Regions from separate parts of the Mus musculus genome. Here region 2 is linked to region 1. A link is a contact called in public HiCAR-type data. All regions are on one chromosome and are shown on one strand. Each heading gives the region's core, a stretch centred on a gene start, on an enhancer-like site or on the middle of the called end of the contact. The rest is flanking DNA. Distances are from core to core; before and after follow the strand shown. Region 1 overlaps Radx (RPA1 related single stranded DNA binding protein, X-linked). Region 2 holds the start of Rnf128 (ring finger protein 128).

Region 1 (7,913 bases), core at 3,010-5,509:
GGGATACAACTCTGATCCATATGCTTGTATGGAAAACACTTAACCAACAAAGGTGAACCACACAGCTATTCTTTATATCAGTCAAATTTCAGAGCAAACGGTTCTCTAGCAACACCTTTGGTGATTTGTCCAGATAAAATCTTCTGATATTTTATATTTGGAGGTTGATAGTTTCCCAAATATTTGCATTTTGGGGTTCTTTTTGCTTGACAATTCCCCCTCTGGTAACATCATTCTTTGTATATTTTACTGTGAATAGGAAAGAGAATCTAGGTGGCCCACATTTGATTAGACATACCCTCAGATAAATATCTAGGTTTACTATTTATAAGGTCAACTTTCTATGCACAGAATATAGTATGACAAAGCCACTTGAGACTCCATAAAAGAAACACTTTCTCAAAAACACACTTTTGATTTCTGCCTGACACTTTAGCAGAAGTGCCTGCCATGTTCCTATTTCTGGCCATGTTTGGTTCATAACAATGTATTGTCTAAAATGATAAGCATTTTCTAAAGCTCTCTTCCTATGCTGAGATCTCATGAGATTTTCCTTTAAATTTTAGATTTCAACAAACATTATCTTCACAGAATTCTAGACTTTTAATTGCATATTTCAAAACTGAGATTCAATTTAATAAATAATTTCAAAGACATTTCTGCAGTTTTAATTTTTATAATATAATTATACCATTTTCTCCTTTATCATTACTCAAGACCTTTCTGTAGCCTTTTTTTTCTGTACTAGTTGGTAGCTATGTATCATAAGAATATCCTACATCCCAATACCAAACTATGCCTAGCATGTTAGGACCCCTTCATGAATGTTATATGCTCTTATTGGCTCACTTAAATAATACAAATTAAAACATTTTTCTTTTTATTTATTTTTCTCTCATTTATTACATTGAAATTGCAGTTTCCCTTGCCCCCTCCTCTCCCACACCATTCCTGCCCACCTCACCTCTCCCTGAGATCTAGTCCATCTCATTTTCCTTCACAAAAGGGCAGACCTCCCCAAGGATATCAACCAAACATGGCATATCAAGTTGTAATAAGACTAGGAATGTCTCTCATATTAAGGCTGAAAGCAAAACCCAGTAGGAGCAAAAGAGCCAGAGACAGACCCCCCCTTCACTTCCACTCTTAGGAGTCCCACAAGAAGACCAAGCTATACAACTATAACATTTATGCAGAGGACCTATGTCAGTCCCATTCAGGCTCCCTGGTTGTTGTTTTAGTCTCTGTGAGCCCCTATGAGGTCTGGTTAGTTGATTCTGTGGCTTTTCTTGTGGTGTCCTTGACTTCTCTGGGTCCTACAATTCTTGTTCCCCTTCCTCTGCAAGATTCCCAAGCTCCACCTAATGTTTGGCTGTGGGTCTCTGCCTCTGTTTCCATTAGTTGTTGGATGAAGCCTCTCTGATGGCCATTATGCTAGGCTCTAGTCTACAAGTATAGTAGAGTATCATTAGGAATCATTTCACTGACCTTTTGTTTTTGTTTGTTGATGTTGTTGTTTTTGTTTTGTTTTGTTTGCCTGACCTACTCAGTTCTGCCCTAGGTTCCTGGGCTATCCAACCTCTGGTTCCTGGCCCTCCAAGTAGTGTAGGACATGTGACCCCTCAAGTCAGTCTAGTCATTGGTTGGCCACCCCCACAAGTTCTGTACCACCTTTACTCCAGCACACCTTGCAAGCAGGACAAATTGTAAGCTGAAGGTTTTGTGGCTGAATTGGTGTCCAAATCCCTCCACTGAAAGTCTTGCCTGATTACAGGAAATGGATGGGTCAGGCTCCATATCCCTCATTATTAGTAGTCTTAGCTAGGGTCACTCTTGTAGATTCCTGGGAGTTTCCATTGCAGTGCTTCTATTTCACCCTCCAAATGTCCACAAATAACAGTTGTCACTTCAAGTACTCAGTCTTCCCCCAACCTGATCCTCTTCCTATCCCTCACCTATCCCTAGTCCGCCTATAATATCGATTCTATTTCCCCTTCCCAGGGAAATTCATGTATTCTTCAGCTTGAGCCCTCCTTGTTACTTAACCTGTCTGGGTTTTTGGATTATAGCATGATTAACTTTTACTTTACAAGCTAATATTCACTTATAAGTGAACACATATCATGTTTGTCTTTCTGTTTCTGAGCCACTTGGATTTTTTTCCAGTTCCATTCATTTGCCAGTAAATTTCATGATGTCAGTTTTTGACAGCTGAGTAATACTCCATTGTATAAATGTATCACATTGTCTTTATCCATTCTTCCATTGAGGGACATTTATATTGTTTCCACTTTTTGGATCTTAATGAATAAAGCTGCTGTGTACATGTTTGAGCAAATGTCCTTGTGGTAGGATGAAGCATCTTTTGTGTACATGCCGAGGAGTGGTATAGCTGAGTCTTGAGGTAGACCTAATCCCAATTTTTTGAGGAACCACCAAATTAATTTCCAGAGTGGTTGTACCAGTTTGCATTCCTACCAACAATGGAGGAGTGTTCTTCTTTCTCCACATTCTCCGCCAGCATCTGCTGTCACCTGAGGTTTTGATCTTAGCCATTCTAACTGGTATGAGGTAGAATCTCAGGGTCATTTTGATTTGCATTTCCCTGATGATTAAGGATGTTGAACACTTATCTAAGTATTTCTCAGCCATTTGAGATTCCTCTGTTGAAAATTCTCTGTTTAGGTCTACACCCATTATTAATTTAGTTTGTTTATGTCTAGTTTCTTGAGTTCTTTATATGTTTTGGAAATTAACCCATTGTCAGATGTAGGGTTGGTGAAAATCTTTCCCCAATCTGTAGGATGACATTTTGTTCTATTGCCAGTGTATTTTGCCTTACAGAAGCTTTTTAGTATCATGAAGTTCCATTTCTTAATTGTAGAACGCAGTGCCTGGGCTATTGGTGTTCTGTAACTTGTCTCCTGTTACAATAAATTCAAAGCTATCCCCCACTTTCTCTTCTATTAGGTTCAGTGTATCTGGTTTTATGTTGAGATCTTTGATCCACTTGGACTTGAGTTTTGTGAAGGGTGATAGATATTGATCTATTTGCATTCTTCTACATGCCAACATCCAGTTAGACCAGAAACATTTGTTGAAAATGCTTTCTTTTTCCCATTGTATATTTCTGGCTTCTTTATTAAAAATCAGATGTACATAGATGTGTGGGTTTACATCTGAGTCCTCAATTCCATATCGTGTAGTTTTTATTATGATAGCTCTGTAGCAGAGCTTGAAATCAGGGGTATTGAAGTTCTTTTATAGTACAGGATTTTAAAACCATTTTCAAGTCAACATTTTTATAAGTATATACAATACATGCCCTGAAGGATTTCAAAATGGATATATTTTAACTATTTTAGTTATTTAGGTTTCTCTTAAAGTTTTTTCTTAATTGTTTGTAGAAATAATTTATTTCACTAATTTAAATTTAATACCATGTAAAATATCTTACCAAAATTTTATAGTCAAATGCTATTTCCATTGTTCATGATACTCATTTATAGTTCATTAATAACTAGCTATATGAATTAAGAACATGATAAAATTAAAGAAATATATTGATGAAAAGAAAGTGAACAACATAATGTACCACTTATGATTTATAATCACATCATTTCCCTTTTCTTTTCTTTAAATCCTCTCATATACCAATTTTTCTCTTTCAAATTCAAGGCCTCTTCTTTTCATTAATTGTTGTTACATATATATGTGTATATACATATATATTCCTAAACACATAAATATAACCTACTCAGTCTGTACGAAGTTCCTTGTGTATTTGTTTTCAGGGCTGACCATTTGCTCTCAGATAACCAGTTGGCATGCTTTTCCTTGGGTGAGGGGGTCTATTTCTCCTATTCTCAGCATTCCTTAGTTGCCTGTGGGATGCCTTGTGTATGCTTCCTCTCTCAGAGTGTCCAGACGCTGCTGCACACCAGGCTGGAAGGATGAAGCAGAGCTGGGAACGTGAACTTGTGGGGTATACAGGATCCTTTCCCCCTGGGAGTGCAGGGGGACAGGGTGTCCCAGCTCTTTTAGGTGGCACTCAGTGAAACAACACTCTTACATGATCTTCAGTGAAACAGCTTGTATGCATACACATTATTTGGGGTAGACAAGGGCTATATATGAACCCTGGAGAGTTGGAAGGAGTTTTCAGGGTGAATGTAAATCATTGTCTAGGGTTTAAAGTCCTGAGAATGCTTCATTTGCATAGAGAGGTATTCCAGGAACCTCAGGTACTTGCTGGACAGGTTCTTATCTGGAAAGAGGAAGTTGAACCTGAAGTGTTGCCAAGGACTATGTGACCTTCCTCAGGTACAGGGTGTTGAGGGTGGGCTCCCCAGATAAGATCGGGTAGAGAAAAGGAAACCTTGCTGGACAAGGGAGTCCACCATTTTGAGCTGAGCTAAGTGGAGCTATCTGGACCTGGTAGACTGTGACCATAAACAACAGCGTTTCCCCACAGTTCTTTTTGAAGGATTAAGGTTTCATGGGCTTTCTCTTGTCCACTTTAGCATGTTTATTGTTGTTGTCCTTGTTCTTCTCACATCTAAATAGTTATGATGGTGAGAACATTATGTGTGTAACTTGTGACATTGCTAGGAGATATAATCTCACAGAAAACTCCTTGATCCTCTGAATCTTACAGTTTTTTAGCCCCTCTTCTGAAAAGGTGCCTTAGCCTTAGGTACAGAGGTGTTTTGTATTGAAGTCATTGGGCTTCACAACTCTAGATTCTTATTGGTTGTGGTTTTCTATAAAGGTCTCCATCTGATCCAAAGGGAAGTTTCCTTGATGATGGGTAAGGACTATACTGATAAGTGGGTATAAGCACAGATATTTAGAATGCAGTTAGGGATCATTTTGGTTTAGTAAAATGGTGGTTGTAGGTTCTCCTCCAAGACCCATGACTTCAGTGGCCCTCAATAGTTGGTTAAGTTTCCAGTACAAAGCATGATTTCCCTCTAGTCAAGGAGGTCTTAAATCCAATTAGAGAGCTGTTGGTTACTGCCAGGGTATTCAAGCCACTACTACACCTCTAAAGTTATCCTGACATGGTGGACATTGTTGTGGTTTATAAGCATTATAGCTGGGTAGGAAAGTTGGTTGCCTCTCTCCTTTGGCGCTTGCATGGGGCCTTCTGGTAGGTACTATGAAAACTAGGCCTCAGAGAGGAGGCTTTCAGGTCAGGTCTAGGCCCCAGATAAGGCACCAACAATAGATCAAACAGATTTTCAATTAGGTGTTTCTTGATGAGCCAATGAGTTAAATTAGGGTTTCTTAGGAGCATGGGGGCATCGAGTTCTTGGAACAAGTTTGATCTTTTCTGTCAGGCTATCTAATTTCTTCTTGTTATCTCTTCTTTGCACTGGACTGCTTAACAAACCACAACCAACAGTATCCAACCAGTAACCCACATGCCTCTTGGGGCCCTAGCATTTTTATACATTCTGAAATGTCCACAGAATTCCAAATGTCACACAGTTGCAGAAACGATCTGCAGCTGGTGAAAATTATCCCTCTGCTGAGAGCCTGAGGCAAATCATAGTCACCTGCTCCAGACAGTCTAAAGCAGCTCCATATCCCACACCTGGGATTTAAAAAACAAAAAACAAAAAACCAAAAAACAACAAAAAAAACATATTCCTGGAATACTTTTGTGTTTTTCAAAGAAACCAAAATTCTCACTCTCCTCCCAGGCAACTGATAACTTCCTATACTTCCTCAGAGCTGTAGACTTATAAACACCACTCTTTCAACTCCACCCTGTCCAGGACCGAACATTAAAAGACCCAAAAGAAGTAATTATGTTTATTGAGAGTTCAAGAGAACAATGATCAGTTATACCTGAAGGACAGCATTCCCCAGTACTCCACCCATTCCTCAGTATTTCACATTTCTTTTTAATATATTTTTAATTCAAATAGAATTACATCATTCCCCCCATACACTTACTTCCTCTAGTCTCTTCCTCTAGTCGTTCTCCTTCCAATCCTTCCCATACTCCAGTACTCTCAAATAGCCCCTTTTCTTTGATCATTATTGTTATATGTATGTATGCATATATATGCGCAGATATATAAACAAAACCTGCTGAGTCTCTTCTGTTTGTGGGTTTACTCTTTCAGGGCTGACCACTTTGTACTGGACACCAATTATGAGAACTCATCCCTGATAGAAACTAAAATTCTTCCTCTCTCAGTAGTCATTTGTTGCCTATAGGTTTATTTTTTTTTTCGGTATGGAGCATATGAATTTTTTCCTTCCACTTGAACATGTCCATTGATATAGCCGTTGTTCTGATCTTGTGCATACAGACATGTTTTAGGAAAGACTACTTCGCAGCAGACTTTCTGATATTCTGGTTTTCATTTTTCCATCCTCTCTTCCAAAATATTCCTTAAACCAAAAGTGCAGGAGCTGTGATAATCATGTATCCATTGGTACGGGGCTCCCCGAGGTCTGTCAATTTCTGCATTGTGTCCAGTTGTGGTTTTCTGTGATAGCCTCTGTTTGCTACTGGAGCATTTCAACAGACAAAGGTAGCTCTCAAAAGATAGCAGGTTCAAAGTCCCCTTATCTGGAGCTAGGCCTGTGGGTGTAGAGATGGCTACCGGTGGGAACAGTGGGAGGGGAAGTAACAGGAGATTAGATTGATTACCCAGCAAAGGAATATCAGGAACAAAGAGGGTTAATGGGTTATGGTCTGGAACTAGGCTTATGTGTTTGTTGATAGTGGTGGGTGTGGAGAAGTGATGGGACTTAACTGGCAAAGATGGTTTACGAATGAAGAAGTTTCAAGGCTACAGATCTGGAAATGGACTTGTAAGTTTACAGATGACATTGGGTTGGGGAAAGGGCAAAGAAAAGGAATATGTAGCGTACCCAGGAAAAGTTGCTGACCAACAAAGAGGGTTCTAGGGCCCTTTTATCTATCTTACATTCCTTTAACCCCTCCACTGTTGTCAAAACCTTGAAGGGGACAATATAGAGCTGAACATTAGGCAGCCACTTCTTCTCAGCACTGTGACCAATATGAATCTCTATAAGTGCTAGCTGCTTCAAAAAGAAGCTTCCCTGGCCACAGGTCATAGCAGTATAATAAATATTGAGAGAGGAACAGTATATTGAGAAAAAATAAAATAACTGTAGCTTTCCTAAGATCTCCTTAGCTATGGGACTTTGACTACCTTTATAATACTAATTTCAAATTCTCTTGTTTGGAGTGAGCCAAATCTAATCATAAAACAGTCATGTCACTATTGCACTAGTGGGCATCTTGCCTGGCATGTTGGTGATATAACACACAGAGTCCACAACCATGTAGGAATGTTGATGGCTGTCCCTCCCCAACAGCATGTAACACTATGAAAACTGGCCAACGGGTAGGAAGTTTCCAGCTCTGTTCAAGCTTAATTTCTTCATGCTCTACAACCAAAACCTGTGGCATCCTCACAGTCTAACAGATGGACAGTCAACATCAGTGTCAGTGGCCTGTATTGTTTTAGGGACCTCAGAATCCTCCCTGGATAACAGCTCACAGGGAAGTAGTCCATCCCCGATAATAGAAATTTCATCTAATAATCACATGGCTTCTGGGACCATCTTTTCCTGCCCATTCAGAGTACCTATGTTCACACTCTCAAACTGTGATTTTAACTTTTATAGACACTGGGTATTTCAGGATTTTTCTCATTCATTCTTTTGTGTGTCATCTGTAACTTTCCTTTTTTTTATTTTTTAAAAATTTATTTATTTACATATATATTTTTTATTAGATATTTTCTTCATTTACATTTCAAATGCTATCCTGAAAGTTCCCTATAGCCTCCACCCACCCTGCTCCCCAACCCACCTACTCCTGCTTCCTGGCCCTGGCATTCCCCTGTACTGGGGCATATGAT
Region 2 (7,913 bases), core at 3,888-6,387, 86 kb after region 1:
TCAGATATTATTCCCTCCCTCAATGGTGACAGTGCCTGAAATGCATATGTGAAACATTCCTTAAACTTTCTTTAGCATAAAAAAAAGTTTCAGTGTGCATGCCACTCTACAGAAGAATGGTGTGAGTCATTATCAGCTATTAATACTTATAGTCAGAACTGCCTTGGAATTCTGCTTCTGTTTAACCATGACTTTAGGCTGGCTGCTAATTTTGAGCCTGTTTCCTGTTTTGTTAAAAAAAAGGGGGGGGGGATTAAAGAAGAGATATACATGTCAAACACCTAGTGTTATTATCCTTAAGGAGAGTAGCACTCTGAGAGAATATTTTTAGGTTTCATCAACTTAGTTGTCAAGAATCAGGTGAGATCTGATTCAGGGCCATTCCTGAGAGCGAAGGCCGTAGTTGAACAGGGATATGGGCAAGGATACTATAGAGACACTGAAGGCCCAGAATCAGAGGGAAAGAGTTGGGAAGTGGGAGGGAGAGAATTGAACTACATTAACAGGAACTTTCCAACAGGAAAAGTGTAGTCTTACTCAGGGTGTGATGCTTTGTGAAGGGGTGAGATCTGGTACTACAAGTTCTCAAGCAGAAGTGGGTGCTAGCATTTCTAGTCAACTCCCTGACAATGGTGATGTGCCTGATCAGCAGCAGGCTTAACTCTTAGTAGTGGGCAGCTGTTGTAGTGTGAAAATAGTCTGCAGTAAGACATGGGGATAAGGTAGGGACAGCCAGCAAGTTACTCATCATGGAAAGACAGTTGACGCAATCAGGATCGACAATCTGGTTCTCAGCTTTGAAAGCTTTGAAATTTAACTGGTAGTATAACCAGAAGCTGGCCTCCTGGGGACTGACTCAGAGTTAACCAAATTCACAGGAGACCAATATGTAAGCCAGAATGCCAATTGATTAATTTATAATGAGAAGTATAACCTCCAAATGGACCTGATACTAGTGTTTGCTGATGAGTACGTTATCTCCCTGTAGGCATATTTACATGAGAAGCTAAATGATAATAAGAAGGTTGCTTGGTGAGATTGGACTCAGAGCAAGGGGATGCTTAATGGTTCACGTCATCAAGCTACGGTAGTCTAATGTCTTCATTTCATAATTGGGCTAGACCGCCAAAAGAGATCTGATGATGTTAGCTTCCTCACTAGTCTTTCTATTACCAGTCTTGATTTCAAAACAATCTGGATATTTTTTTAAACTGAGATTTGTTATATTATTCATCTGTTCCACTAACTTCAATATAAATCCACCACTTAGAGAATAGAAAAATGGTTACGAGCTCTTCCAAAGGACATGGTTTCAATTCCCAGCACTCTTGTGGTAGCTTAGAAGAGCTTGTAACCCTGCTTCCAGAGGAGCCAATGCTGTCTTCTGACCTCCATAAGTACCAGGCACTTACATGATACACACACATACATGCAGGCAAAACAAACATACATATGAAAGACAATTTAAAATTTTTAAATTCACAATTTAAACCCATTAATTACAAAAAGTGTAAAATATACAAAAAGTTTTAAAAAAAACAATTTAATATCTCTTTGCCCACCATCTAGATGTAACAATCATTAATCATGTTGTCAAATTTCCTTTATGCATGTATGTGATATGCACATATGTGATATGTGTATGATTCTGCTTGTTTGAAGTTCTTTACATTCCACCTACTTGACTAGTTTCATTTTTCATTACATTCCACCTACTTGACTAGTTTCATTTTTCATTAACTCACCTTTGGTAGCATATATCCAAGCCATACCTAACTCCTGACTGGAAGTTTTCTGCTTGTTCTCTGCTATCTTCATGTGGCATTACTTATGCCTGATCGTCTTTACCCTCCCTGCTTAGGTAACACCTATGCTTTACTAAATCATACTGCTCATTATTATATAGGCTTATTATCTGTCTATCTCTCTGACTCTCCTGCTAAACTTTGACTTCACTGAGAACAGGAATGTTCCCTTTATGCCCCTGCCTCTTCAGTGCCTTTCATTTAGTAAGTGTTCAATAAGAAGAAAAGACAATGACCTACTACAGGGTTCTACCTGGTTCCATTACACACAGCTCAAATCAACATGTCTAAAGTGAACTTATGTCTTTCTTTCTTATCAACTGTACACATTTTAGGCTTCTTCCTTTACTCCCTGTCTGAACAATCCAGTCTTTAGGCTCAACTCCATTCCTCCCTCTGTAGCATCCCTCAAAATAAGTGCTGTTGATTTGGCCTTTAAGATGAATCAAATCCCCATTCTGCCCACGTCCGCTCATATCTACTGCCTGTCTAGTCCAGGTTACCTTTATTTCCCACTTGGAGTATTGTCAAAACTCTACCTCAGCTCCCTGATACTACCCTAGTTCCTTCCAATCTATTATCCACAGACAAGCCATAGTGATTTCGAACTTACAGATCTGATTTATTACTTAAATCCTGATTATATTACTGTTTTTGGATAAAGTCCATATACTTGCTACCTTTACTCTCCCAAACTCTGAAGGTCTGGCCTCTATACAGCACTTGAATTTATCTTTTAATTTTATTCCTTACATTTTGTCGTGTTGGGGATTGACCCAGAACCTCAGTGTACTAGTCAAGTTCTCTACCACTGCACTTCATTCTCAGAACCCCCATTTTCTCTCTATAACCTTCCTTTCATACTGTCGGTTTCAATCATTTTGCACTTAGAAGGCCTGCTGTAATCGCAGGCTCCCAGCACTTCAGGTCCCCATGCCTTCTCTTGTGTTGCTCTTTGCAGAGAAAGACTCTTGAGCTCAGCACAGGGAACTCTTCTCTGTTGTCCAGTATTGACCTGAGCTGTGTAACCTCTATTGTAGAGATGGTACCATATGCATACACTAGTCAGTACTGAAATGATCACTTCTTATCCTTTTGGTTTGTTTGTTTTTCTATTTTTCTTTTTTTTTTTCTTTTGTAAAGATTTATTTATTATATGTAAGTACACTGTAGCTGTCTCCAGACACACCAGAAGAGGGTGCCAGATCTCATTATAGATGGTTGTGAGCCACCATGTGGTTGCTGGGAATTGAACTCAGGCCATCTGGAAGAACAGATGGTGCTCCTATCCACTGAGCCATCTCTCTAGTCCACTTCTTATCCGTTGAAGTTAATTCATGAGCTTTTAGAAAGCATAACTGATATTTTATTTGACTTACATTTAGTCCATAGCATATAGTACATGCGAGGAAATACTTAAGAAATAATAAACAGAGGAAATGAATAAGCATCACTCTATATTTATTTTTGTAGATATCTTATAAAATACCTCCTTTCTTTTGATCACATTCTCTTCAAAGAACAATATAGCTGATTTTCATTCAACTATTATTGTTTAGTTTTGATTGTTCTCCATGAACAAACTCGGATAATTTCTGAAATTATACTAATACTATAGGTGGCTGGTACTATTCTTTTTTTTAGGGGTGTTATTTTAAATCTCAAAGGTTAACATCATTGACATTGAGGGTGGATATTTTTCCACTGGCCCCATACCTACTCTAAATGGCTCCTAAAGCTCCTTTTAACACTTAAGGTTCGTGTTTCACAGAATACTCACTTGTATTTTAGCTGGTCTTTGATAGATGGTGTTAATTTTCCTCTAGGTTTCTCTAGGGTCCTAAGAGTATCAAGAATAGAATAAACCTATGCTTAACCATGGGAAATACTATTAAGTAAATGCTTAGCCGAGGATTTAGAGATGAGAGTGATTGGGAATGCTGGAAATTAGACTGAACCAAAAATGTAGCTAAGACTGAATTCATAAACAGCATGGTCTCTGGTTATTACTGGGAGGTAACGACAATTGATATTGTAGAACTCCTGTGCCCCTGAACTTGTCGAGTAACAATATTTAACGTAATTTTCATACTCAGCTAAACAGCATCCTGAGTGGTTTACAGGAAGACTTTTAACCATCTGATCAACTCCATGCGCTCAATGTTTTCATTCCCATTTTACAATTTATAAACAAATCGAGGCGCAGAGAAGTAAATTCTAAAGGTTAAAAACTGTTCAGAAGCTGGGCCTGGTAGCACATGTCTTTAACTGTAATCGCAACTAAGCAAGAGGATTGCCCTAAAGTATGCCTATGGTGCTAATTTACATAGTTAACTCCAGGCTGGTTAGGACTACACAGGGAGACTCTGTCTAAAATTCAAAATCATAAATAAATTCTAAAGTGGCTGTCACCTGGTATATTAATTCAGCTTAGTTCCATGCACAGTTTTAGTGATTCCAGTAAATGTAGTCATTGATAGATAATATTGACAGAAATGTATGCTGAACTATGACTAACTCATAAACAAGAGACATGTGTGAGTTGTCCAGGTGGGCTGGCCTCATTTTAGTTGGTATCAAGAGAAGAAAGGTATTGTAGTTAAGATCATGAATCTCGCTGGAAAATCAGTTAGGTCAAACCTAATTTGTGGAAGGTGAATTAAAAAGGGGAGCTTGGCTTTGAGGTGTGTGGAGATGATAATTCTGTTGTGGTTATCAAAATTGCTTGCAAGAGGCATCTGGTGCAGTGTGTTAGCCTCGGGTAGCAAAGACACGTATAGCACTTGCTGAGATCAGGGAAAGAGAAACGTGCTGTTTGGGGCCACTAAGAAGGTAATTAAATAAAGGGAGCAATGAGGACGTGCTTTGCTTGTCCTTTCCGGGGGGGAGGGGGAGGGGGAAACAGGAAGCCTCTAACCCCAGCACTAAACACCTACTCAGAACTCACACCCTTTGGACCTGGGGCTGTTCAGAAGTACTTTCCTACCACAAAGCCCAAACTCCCCTTCAGGCAAAGGAGATGGAATTTGTGCCTTTCAAAACCAACTCCAATCCGACTCCGAACTGAAAGCTTGTAAACTGGCGCATTCTCCAGTTTCTCGGGCCGAGGATTCTTCCTAAAAAGGACAGGACACACCTGGCTGGCCAACCTCGAGTCTCTCCTGTAACGTTTCCCCATCCTGTGACCCTTTTAAGAGGCGGATCCCGCAGTGTCCTTTTCCTCTCCGCTTGCTCGCTCGCTCGCTGGCTGGCTCTCTCTCCCAGCCACCTCTACCCCCAGCCGGGTGGGCGGAGCTTCGCGCGAGCGTCCCAGAGCCCGACGAGGCCGCGGCAGTCGCGAGCGAGCATCCCTAGCGCTTGCTTGTAGGAGCTGCGTCTGCAGTAGCCTGGCCGCTGACGCTGCGTGCCGGCTGGCAGGGCAGCCTGCGACCTCGCTGGCCCCGCGCCCGCTGCTAGCCGCCGGCTCCCCACCTGGTTCGCACCTAGTCCCAGCCCGGGTCGCCTGCCGAGTGCGCGCCATGGGGCCGCCGCCCGGGATCGGGGTCTACTGCCGCGGCGGCTGCGGAGCTGCCCGGCTACTGGCTTGGTGCTTCCTTCTGGCTCTGAGTCCGCACGCGCCCGGTTCCCGGGGAGCCGAAGCCGTGTGGACCGCGTACCTCAACGTGTCCTGGCGGGTTCCGCACACCGGAGTGAACCGCACGGTGTGGGAGCTGAGCGAGGAGGGCGTGTACGGCCAGGACTCGCCGCTGGAGCCCGTCTCCGGGGTCCTGGTACCGCCCGACGGGCCCGGGGCGCTCAACGCCTGTAACCCGCACACCAATTTCACGGTGCCCACGGTTTGGGGGAGCACGGTGCAAGTATCTTGGTTGGCCCTCATCCAACGCGGTGGAGGCTGCACCTTCGCGGACAAGATCCATCTGGCTTCAGAGAGAGGGGCTTCTGGAGCGGTCATCTTTAACTTCCCTGGGACCCGCAATGAGGTCATCCCCATGTCTCACCCGGGTGAGTGCAGCTACTAATTTGCAGCTCTTCAAACCTCTACTGGTGACCAGCTTCCCCGGTTTCCTTCCCTGCTTGCCTCTCCCTGTCCCTTTGCTTGGAAAGAAAACGGGTGCCCCTTTTTTTGCCCCCACTAAGTAGAGCAGGGTCCTCCCGAGAGTCTTCAGGTGTAGGGGTTGGGTGCAAAAGAATTCTTCAGAATTTAATTTGCCTCTGGTGGAAAAGGGTAAGACAAACGGGGTGGGGTGCTTGGGGGGGGGTCGCAGAGGCTGGCACAGTTGGGGTTTTCGCTTCTTTTCCTGGTGTTTCACAAGGGTGCTTTCCTGGGATTAAGGGTGTGGGAGGGTGGGCATTGGCTTTTAAACTAGGAGGGAGAACATTGCCTGGGAATCGCTTTGCGGTATAAAAACGGATTTTTCTCTTCTCTCTGGGTTTCTCTTCACATTTCCTATGAATCAAGTACAAGATTATGTTACAGTACTCAGTTAACCTCATTGTAATTTTTTGTGGAAACTTTAGCTTAGGAGTTCTCTGCCCAGTGGTCTTGGATCCCAAGTAGTTCTTGTTATCAGTGCTTTTGTTTGTTGCCTCCTGACAAACCTGATTTAGCTTCTTGAGTTCCAAGGCAGGTGGTTAATGCTACTGAAAATAAAATAAAATAAAATAAAATAAAATAAAGGCCCATACTTTGTAAAAAGTCATCCAGGTACTTCTGAAATGTGTGGACATGGTGGGGTGACTATTTAACTCCCTTCAACTGCCCTTCCAGAAACCTCCTTTTTGTGGTTTGTGATCCTAGGACCTGAAGGACAAAGTGTGTGTGTGTGTGTGTGTGTGTGTGTGTGTGTATGTGTGTTGGTGGTGGTGGTGTGTGTGTGTGTGTTGCAGGGGAACAGGGGAGAGAAGGGAAGAGTCTAATAACAATGTTTCCTGGCTGTTGAGAGCTGGGCCTAAAGTCAGACCTTGATTCAAATGTCTGCGCTGGGGCTTCCTAGTCCTGTGACCTTGGCAACTTATCTGAACTCTGAGTCTTGGTACTCTCATCAGTCAAATGAGACGGGATAATAAGAAACCGATTATCCACAGGTTTGCCTCTAGGGTAAAAATGAAATCAAACCTTCTAGAGTCTAGGGCAGTGTAACTAAAGGTTAGCAGAGACAGAGACTCCTTTAGGAGTCCCCGAAGGAAGGAATTTAGTTATTTAACTGCATGAGAATGTGTGTTTTGCTTGCAGTACTACCACTGGCTTGGCCTGGAGAGCTCTGGCCCTGAGTGAGGGGCTGTGTGGCACAATGGAAAGAGCACTGAACCAGAACCCCAGAGATTGGAGTTCCTGTAAGCTCCCTCCCTTGCTTTGCTCAGCTTTGTGACGACCTTGTCCAAGCTACATGTCAAATGGCAGTGTAAGCATTGGGAGGTGGGCACCGGGTTGGCAGAGCATGCACAGATACAGCAGAGATAAGAGGACACAATGGTCGGGATCAGCTCTAAAAGGCTTCAGTTCTTAGATTTAGTATATTGATTAAGGGAGCAAACTTATCTTTCCTAGATGATAATGCATTGATTAGAATGCAATTACATTTTAAAGGCTACTCAAGTTGAATAATGAGGCTTAGGAAAATTTAAAGTCTTTATTTGGCTATGCGATTTTACAAGGATTTGACTTAGTTTTCTCCAAATGAGCTTCATTTGCATGAAGGATTCTCAGTGGAATAATATATTTTATTTAGAGCGCGCCAGGTTAAATGACTGGACTTGTGTGAAGGATATTTATCTGGCAGTTTTAGGAGACATGATTAACTTTTGGTGAGCTCCTACTGTGTGCTAGGCTTTCCATCTACACATTATTATTATTATTTATTATCAGGGACTATGGTATAGTAGGAAAAACAGACATTCATCAAAGTCAAGATTGACAGTCCAGTTCTGGATTTAACACACAATAGCTTTGTGACCTTGGCCAGCTTATTTAACCTTATTGAGTCTTGGCTCCCCTATTTGTAAATGAAGATGATATTTATGTTGTGATAATGACTAAGAATAACATATAAGCTAGGTAGCAGAGGAGAAACATCCATAAATGCTAGTTGCATAATAGATTAATGGTAA

What was found. HiCAR-type assays count read pairs that join an accessible place to other places.
Region 2: a contact with region 1 is called in a HiCAR-type map of kidney, with 5 times the contacts expected there. The contact joins the promoter of Rnf128 here to the enhancer-like site in region 1. A contact is called at or near these places in 4 of 484 Hi-C or Micro-C datasets (the G1E-ER4 cell line, cerebral cortex, embryonic fibroblasts and 1 more), 4 of 115 datasets of contacts at active chromatin or transcription factors (bone marrow-derived macrophages, embryonic stem cells, kidney and 1 more) and 2 of 9 other capture datasets (adipose tissue and pancreatic islet).

What each region holds. Positions count from the first base shown.
Region 1 is chrX:139,520,577-139,528,489 of GRCm38.p6, forward strand. The region is part of intron 10 of Radx (RPA1 related single stranded DNA binding protein, X-linked); the gene reads left to right. Among named protein-coding and RNA genes, the nearest start is that of Radx, 44 kb to the left of the region's middle. Within about 2 kb of position 4,260, at least 22 of the 459 cell types and tissues checked have an H3K27ac peak or open chromatin away from gene starts, as enhancers often do. A contact at or near this core is called in the G1E-ER4 cell line and kidney, where this site is marked.
Region 2 is chrX:139,605,483-139,613,395 of GRCm38.p6, forward strand. It overlaps Rnf128 (ring finger protein 128), which reads left to right and starts at 5,138. Exons shown (of 7, transcript NM_023270.5): 1 at 5,138-5,807. The coding sequence starts at 5,324.